Regions from separate parts of the Mus musculus genome. Here region 2 is linked to region 1. A link is a contact called in public Hi-C data. All regions are on one chromosome and are shown on one strand. Each heading gives the region's core, a stretch centred on a gene start, on an enhancer-like site or on the middle of the called end of the contact. The rest is flanking DNA. Distances are from core to core; before and after follow the strand shown.

Region 1 (4,066 bases), core at 595-3,094:
AATTTTCATTGGTCTCCTCATTTCTTGTTCTGCCTAGCAACTTGTTACTGTCAGCACTTAATTCTACTGCACAGGAGTAACCTTGAAGTTTCAGCTACTTTTGAGAGTAGTCCAACGCGTGTAAGATATCTTAAGTTCTCATATGCCAGAGTTGGTCAACTCTGCTTCTAAGAACCTTATAGGCAGGGAGCCTAGCCAGCAGTTTGCTAGGTGGCTGCTTAAGTCGTCCTGTGTGTGATATGAAAAAGAGGTAGGGTATAGCCAAATTGAAATGGACATGCTTCCTTCCTGTATGGCTTTTCAGGCCAAGGAAGAAGGCCGATGACCTAAGTTTAAAGAAATAGGTATTATGTGATACACTGGACCAAACATGGATGTTCAGTGTGGACTTTTGCAGATGGCAGAACATGAAGCCTGTGAAGAACTGTGTCCAAAGAGAGGTATGCCAGCAGCTCTGGAAAAGAGACTGATACATTCCAACTGAGTAATTCCAGCAACCTTTTGGGAATTTAGAAGGGCCACATAAATACTACTAGTTTTGGAAGAAAGTAGAGAACTCAAGAGTGTATCTGCGGAGCTTGGGTCACATTCTCTATCAAGGCCAGGCTTAGATTTGAGGTTCAAAAGCAGAAACAGCAACAGTAGAAATAGTCCTGCAATAGCCAAGAGACTCTGGGAGGCAGACTGTAATTAAGGGGTAACTTAAAAAGAGTTTCAATCAGAGGTTTGAGGACTGAGGAGGTAACCAGCTAGTCTGAAATCTAAGGAGCCTGCCTTCCCCAGATCTGGTCATTGCATGCCTGCAGGTTGGACAACAAACTTCTTTCCCACTTGACCACTGGAAAATGCCGGTTAGCTAAATTACCTTTTCTTCATATACCTACACATTTGAAGAGCACCTTTAAAGAAAACGTGCAGTAAATTAACACCGGTTGAGGAATCAGAGGAAAGGGCAATTTTGTTGATTTTTTTGTGGGTGGTACAGAACCGTTCTCCTCAAATAACTTAAGGGTCCAGCCCTTTAAGTTGAGCATTCTAAACCTCTGCGGGAACGAGACAGCATGAGATTGAGAAGTGATTCCATAGTCACAGGGGAAGATCTTTAACGGGAAAGAGTGTTCCCTGCAAATTTTTATTCTCCTCTTCCTAAAAGGTGGCTTCATAAGCCACAGGACCCTTGAACTTTAAAGGCTATGACAGTAATCCACTGTGATCATTTAATGTCACTCCAGGGAAGGTGGCCGATGCTTTTTTATCCTAACACACACTGCTCTTGAGTTCTAGGCTAGCCTGGTGGTCTACATTATTGAGTTCCAGGACAAAGAGGGCTCCATAGTGAGACTCTGTCTCAGAAAACCACGAGTCCCTTGTACCCACTTGCAAAATTCTTAGGCCATGTACTCCACAATAGCAGCTAGATGTTTAGTGTTTACCACGCACCAGGGAAGTCATTACGCAAGTTCTCTCTTTTAGTACTAACGATCATCTTGTGACAGATTTTCTTAGTATCCCCCCCACCCCTTTTTTCTTTTTTTTTGGCTGGGACATTCAGTTCAGAGTGTTTAACGTGCATGCCCATGATCACACAAGGAGGTGGGAAGAAGTAAACCGTTCTAAGCAGCCACGCGGTCCCAGTTCGACACGCTCTGACCTGTCCCCAATGTCCAGCCTCTTTCTGCTACTCTCTGAACGTCCTCCTTCACCTCGCCCAACTCGGGCTCACACGCCCCCTTTCCCCAGACATGCTCAGTGATGGAGGGAGAGTTTTCGCACTACCTCAGGATATTTTTCACGCAACCTAGCAACCAAGGGCGCCCGCCCCTAGCACCTCCTCTCCATATTGGCCCAATTCCGGGGGACCGCAAGGAGAAGGAGGAGTTTCCTGGACGCCTCGTTACCGCCCAGCGCCCCCCGCGCTGCGGGTGCGTGCGCACGCGCGCTCAGTGAGCACGTGAGCCCCGCCTCTTAACGTGCCGAGGGGGGCGGGTACAGGAAGCGGGAAGAGAGGGGTGGAGGCTGCCGTTGCCATGGCAGTGACGTCAGGCGTCGGGGAACGAACCCGGCCCCTTCCCACTCACACACACGCGCGCGCGCGCGCACACCCAGAGCCATGCACACGCGCGCGCGCACGGCCGCTCTCCTCAGACACACTGGAGGGAAAGGTCAAACTAAAGGCGAACGAACGGAGAGAACGCAGCGAGCGGCCGCCGCGCCGTGCGCCATGACGGACGCGGCCGGGCCGGCTTCCCAGCGGCCGCCGCCCGCGCCCCTCGCCCGCGCGTGCTCGCGACCCCCTCCCCGGCCGCGACGGGCGCGCGACGGGCGCGAGGCGCGCGCGGGCGGGCGGGCGGGAGGTGGACTCAGCCGGGCGGGCGGGCGGGCGGGCGACGGGCGGCGGCCTCTCGTCGCGCGTCTCCGGCCTCGCGCGGTCGGTCGGCGAGAGCGGCCAGGTGAGTGCGACGGGCGCTGGGCGCGTGCGGTGCGGGGCGAGGCGCGGCCTGGGAGGCGCGGCTGACAGGCGCTCGGCCGGCGGGGGGCGGCGCCGCCCCTCGGGCTCGGCAGCGGCTCGGCCCCGCGGCCCTGGGGCAGGTGGGCCCCCGGGCGGCCGCAGCCGGGAGTCGCCGAGGCCACGGGAAGGGCTCGGGACACTTCGGAAACTCCGGCCCGCGGCGAGCTGCCCTCCCGTCCGGGCCGGCGAAGTGCATTTCCCCGCCAAAGTCGCGCGGAGCCAGGACCGGCGCTGGGGGGCTGAGGGCTGAGGGGCCGCAGCTCGGGGCCGGACCGGGTCGCAGACCCACGGACCCCGCCTTTGGGGGACCTGGCACGCCCGCTGGTCGTTGCCATGCCAGTGCCCAGTGTTTGTTGCTTGTGGTTATTTCAGGACGAATGGTTACCAAAAAGTTACTTGGAAGAGAGGGAACTGCTTGAATTGTCATGAGTTCTTTTCCTGTGTGTGCAGGAAATAGGTTAATCTCTCCCTCTCGCACGCCGGCCGACAACTGATTCTTGCCGGTTGCACTTTAAAAAATAAATGCAAACGCTCCGAAATGCGGTAGCGTCTGGGTGAAGTTTCAGGTGTCAGGCTCCACGTTTCACGGGAAGAAACGAGAAGACACCGGAGTACTTGATAGGCTCCGGCACCCCCAGCTTTGGGGCTGGTCCGAGCAGAGTTTAGTTTTGGCTGGCAAGGTTAAGTAATCACGTTGACCCAGTGCCACCCATCAGTGCACAGCTTCCCTCAGAGGAACTCGGGACTCTTCCAACCCAGGTCTTTTCGGACTGTCAGTCGCTAATCCGGACCTTCCTTTCTTCATGGATACATGTTTTGTTTTGTTTTGTTTTTTCTTTCTTTTTAGTTTTAGCAGGATCATAATGCGCGCATGGATCCTGCCTCCTTCTCAGACATTAAAGTGATTTTCCTACATGAACGGCTCTCCAGGAGATGACTTTGAGAATACCAGGCACGCACTCGGACCTGGTGTGCCTTTATTTGGGAGTTTGGAAATTTCCAGTGTAGTGTGTTCAGATTGATAAGAGATGCCTCACCCCCCCCCCCCCAGTAAAAACCAGTCTAAACAGGTGCCAGGTGTATATTAAACTTTAGAAGACTCCCCGGTTTGTGAAAGGTGTAGTGGGTTATAGTGAAGGAACAGCCAGAAGGACACCCTTCTGTAAATTTGATGTAAGTTAGAAGGCTTAGTAAATTCAAGTTTTGATTCTCACCCTGAGCATTTCTGATATATGAGTGCTTTTCCTTTTAATTCTGAATATATGATTGTCACTTTCAAAAAGTTCTCTCAGTGGAGAACCCTCACTCTGAAATTGAGTCCCTGTGGTGTGGCATGAAGCCCAGCCCTGGAGGTTCTCGGAGAAGGAAGGGAAGGTTAGTAGGCCATCTTGTTACTTGTTCCTCAGCAGTCAGTGTTGTACCTCCTCCTAATCTTGCTTCCACTGGCCCTTACAGACAAGGATCTGCATACTATCCTGTAGTTGGGTGATTAGTTGTCACAACCTCCAAACAGTTCCTGTAACATATAAGGAATTTTGTTTGTTTGGTTTTCCTGAC
Region 2 (4,069 bases), core at 355-2,854, 5.4 Mb before region 1:
GGCCAGTGAAATGAAGGACAGCTGGCAGGCTTGTCCCTTCCCACCAAGCCTCCCAACCTCAGAGCCTGGACCAAAGATAGAGATGATCAAAAGTCACCACTTGGGATGCCCCTCCCCCAAGAGAAGGAAGGTTCTCAGGGGATCCCCCCCACCCCCGCAGCCCACCTCAAGGAAGATAGCACATGCCAAGAAAGAACCAGGATTACTTCTGTCTGGGAACATAAACCAAGGAAACCGAGTGGCCAGGAGCGAGCTATCCAGGGTCTGCATGCAGCTGGGGGGCCGAGGGTACCAACACAAGCCTGCAATCCCAGACTTGGGCAGCAGCAGAGACCATACAGGTCTCTCAGGCACTCAACTCAACCTTCCCTAACTGCTGTAGACCTGTTCTTCCCCACATGGGCTTTATGCACCAGCTGGGGCAGCCTATGGCTCTTGCTAGCTCCTAAAGCTTAGAGAAGAGGGTTCCTGGTTTTCCTCGTATTGCTCGGTGACTCTCTAGTCTAGCCAGTGGTCAGTGGGGGTTGGTGGGGGATGAACACTAACCAGTACTTCTGAACACAGCATGCTCCTACACGGTAAAGGGCAGGTGGGCTTCTTGTTCGTGTTTATCCTGGCTGCCTCCCTCTGGAGGCCCTCCAGGATCCTTAAGGATGTAGCCTCACCCTGGCAAAGACTTCCTGAATGATGTCTCTGGACTCTCTAGGGGACTCTCTGGTCACAGACCTGCTGAGCTGTTGGCCAGAAACCACGCACACACTCTCCAGATCACCCTAGCCTGCATGGCCTGATGGTCTCTATATCATCTCTGGAATCTTTGAGGACCAGGACCCATCCTTCTGCTCCCGTGCTCAGCGGGCTTATGTGCCGTATCCTGTGGATTCTCTGGGTGTTGCCTCCCAGCTGTGAACACAGGCCTAGGATCCCAAATTAGCCTGACTCTGTCCATCCAAATGCCCTCGTCTTGGCAGGCCAAGGGAAGAGCAGAGGGAAGATCCCCTGGTATCAGCGGGGTGTACTGGGCCTAGGAAAGCATCACAGCTAAGGTGTCCCTGCCCTAGCCAGGCCGGGACACGGTGCAGTCAGCCTTACCCTGGGCTCTGCACTCTCAGCTACAAGGTAGACACCTGGCCCACTGTGCTTGATGCTCCTTGGCTACACTTGGGGTTGGCTGTGGTTTAAATACTTTAGCCCATTCCACTGGGACTTCTGCACTATCTCAGATTCACTCGGTATCTCGTGGGAAGGCAAGATTATTGGGCTGAGCCAAGGCTGACCCCACTCTGAAGGTCTGGCCTCACAGAGACAGCCAATCATCTCCTGACCCTGGCACAGCCTCTGAGGTGGGGGGAGTCTCAGCCCAGGGCTGTGTGAAGCTGGATCGCAGGACGGCATGTCCTCGGTGTACACAGCAAATGCTCTGGACCTACCAGTGGTCCTCCTGGGACAATCAATGGCCACCACTGTGCCAAGGGACAGCCTCTGTTCCGACCCAGACTGGGTTCTCATGTTCACTTCCTCCAGCACAGGACAGAGGCTTGGAAGGATGCTTGTCTGGGAAACCCCAGCACATCTAGGGGTTTGCACTCAGGGTCGTATCGTAAGCTACAGTCTCCAGAAACCGGAAGTCTCCAGAAACAGGGGGGAGGGGAGACACTGAGAATGAGGAGGCTATACCTTGACCTACCCATAGCTGGCTGAGACAGGGCTGTGTGACCCCCAGGGCCCACCCAACTCCCCAAGGCAGACGAAAAGCCAGGACAGACACAAGGCTGCCAAGAACCCAGGCCACAGGTCCCACAGGGTTCGAGGTCCCTCCTGGGGCAGGGCAGGCCCAGCTGGCAGTGTCCGTGGGAACAGTCCCCAGGCCCTGTCAATCACACTTAGACCAGCCAATGGACAAATGCCTGGGGCAGTTGGATACGCTTGGCCTGTAAGGCAGAAGCCCAGGTTCCTAGGCCTAAACAGCCAGTCTAATGAGCTGATATGGAGGTCCGAGAGGACTTCTGAGGAACAAACGGACCAGAGGCCTGTGGAAGGGGAATAGAGGGGTCCGAAGGGCCCAGACCACTGGTACTATTTGTGCTCTGTGATCTCTCTACTTCTCTCTCCTCTGCCCCCACTCCCAGGGGCCCCTCCCTTCCCAAGGCCACATCTGCTTCCTGCACCTCTTCCGCTTCCTGCCCTGAGATCACTCCTCCCCCATGCAGCCTCCACCTGGTGGTCCGTGCAACGTGTGTCCCCTCCTGTTCCCAGGATCCCACACACATCACACAGACCACCCTGGGATGGAGCCCCAAGTGGCTTTGCCTGAGTCCTGTGATCAGCACTATTGGGCCTCCTCTGGGCGGGGGAGGGGTGGACAGACGGTCAGATGGCTCCTAGATGAAATGTCTCAACCCCACTCCAGCCACACACCCGGCTCCCAGCCCTGCCTGGCTCTGTTCTCCCAGCTCCCTGCCCCCTTGCTCCACTGGGGGACTCCACAGCACAGACCCCCAAGCCGCTGGCTGTCCTCACAGGCCTGAAGGGGCCCCTGGGGACGGCCCTTCCGGTGACTTCCTGCCAGGGAGGCTAAGCGAGGGTAAATAAGCCCTCCAGATGGCTTCCTGCACTGGCCAGTCGTGGGAACTACAGCTAGTAGGAGGAGACAAAGGGGTAGGGGGGAGCAGGAGGGCCTGCCTCGCAGTAGCTGAGGACTCCCGAAGTCCCTAAACAGAGACTTCACACCTTCTGACAGGGGAGGAAACTGAGGTCCTCGCAGTCAAACGGCAGCAGACAAATGTCAGCCGTCAGCGTGGTGCAGTCCTATGAGCTAATCATCGCCTCTCTGTCACTGAGGGAACTGGGTGCCACAGCTGTTCTGGGTTCCTCCCACACACACCTGGGGGTGCCTTCTCTGGCTCACCACAAACAAAAGGACCAAGAGAGCTGGCTCAGGCCACTCTGCAGAGGCATAACATCAGCCTGCCTTCCACTTGACACTTCCACCTGCAGGAGGCCAGCCCCAGACAGCAGCTTCCTGCCTGAGAACTGGCGAGGGGTGGAGGGCGGGGTTAAAGAGCAGCCACCCCCAGGTTACCTTGAGAATTAAAGAGGTACCCTGGACCAGTGCCTAACCACCAACCCCAAAGGGCTCAGCAAAGCCCTGCCCAGGTGACGTGGGCTGCACCCCACTAGCCCCTCTCTCCATACCATTTGCCACCACCTCCTAGAAGCCCACCTGACTACCCGGTAAGAAGAAAATCACCTTCCTGCAGCACAACCTCTAGGATGCAGAGCTACATGCTCCAAGAAGATGATTACTGTCCTCTGTCATCCTGCTGTGTATGTGTGTGTGTGAGAGAGAGAGAGAGAGAGAGAGAGAGAGAGAGAGAGAGAGAGAGTTTCTCCAGTATAGGACCATGCCTTTTCCACTTTTCTACTCCCATGAAGCTACTACAGACCAGGACTGCTTCCAGGGAACCTGGGAGGCAGAACAAAGCCAATAGCCTGTGTCCTCATCCCCCATACAGCAGCCAGGACAGTGGCAATGGGGTAACGTGGGATCAGGGCCAGCAGATGGGACTAAGAGATTCACACAATGCCCAAACGCACGTCCCTAGCTGTCCAGAACTTCCATTGTAAGTGGGGGTAGGGAGGCAGGCAATAAACAACCCTTCAAGACCCAGGAACCAGAGGCCCACAGTCAAGGCCATGGGAAAGTCCAAGTGTGATGTTGGCATCCTGTTCCTGTAGCGCTGAGCATAAAGGGGAAGGCCAGCATACAAGGAAGCTCTTCCCTGGGCCATTTACAACAAACGTGGCCAAATCTACAAGCTGAGCCGTGAACAGTGTTTAACTGCTGCGATCATCTGTTGTGAGCTCTGAAGCCACTACTGGTCCACACCAGCCCCAAGAGCCCTGACGGAAAGGGAAATCAAGGCACCAGCAGGCAGCACCCCCACAGGCCACAGGCCTGAGAGTGAAATCAGCGTTCGGGGGGTGGGGGGGTGCCCGCTAACACCCAGTTCAGGTGCAGCAGCTCAGCTCAGATAGCCAGGAATCAGCCATCCAGGCTGTACTTATC

The links. A called contact is a pair of places that touch in the nucleus more often than the background predicts.
Region 2: a Hi-C map of CD4 T cells shows a contact between it and region 1, with 7 times the contacts expected there. The contact joins two enhancer-like sites. A contact is called at or near these places in 3 of 484 Hi-C or Micro-C datasets (CD4 T cells and CD8 T cells).

The regions. Positions count from the first base shown.
Region 1 is chr15:68,361,254-68,365,319 of GRCm38.p6, reverse strand. No RefSeq gene overlaps it. Among named protein-coding and RNA genes, the nearest start is that of Mir30d, 22 kb to the right of the region's middle. Within about 2 kb of position 1,844, at least 408 of the 459 cell types and tissues checked have an H3K27ac peak or open chromatin away from gene starts, as enhancers often do.
Region 2 is chr15:73,730,741-73,734,809 of GRCm38.p6, reverse strand. It overlaps a transcript of Ptp4a3 not described here. Among named protein-coding and RNA genes, the nearest start is that of Ptp4a3, 15 kb to the left of the region's middle. Within about 2 kb of position 1,604, at least 29 of the 459 cell types and tissues checked have an H3K27ac peak or open chromatin away from gene starts, as enhancers often do.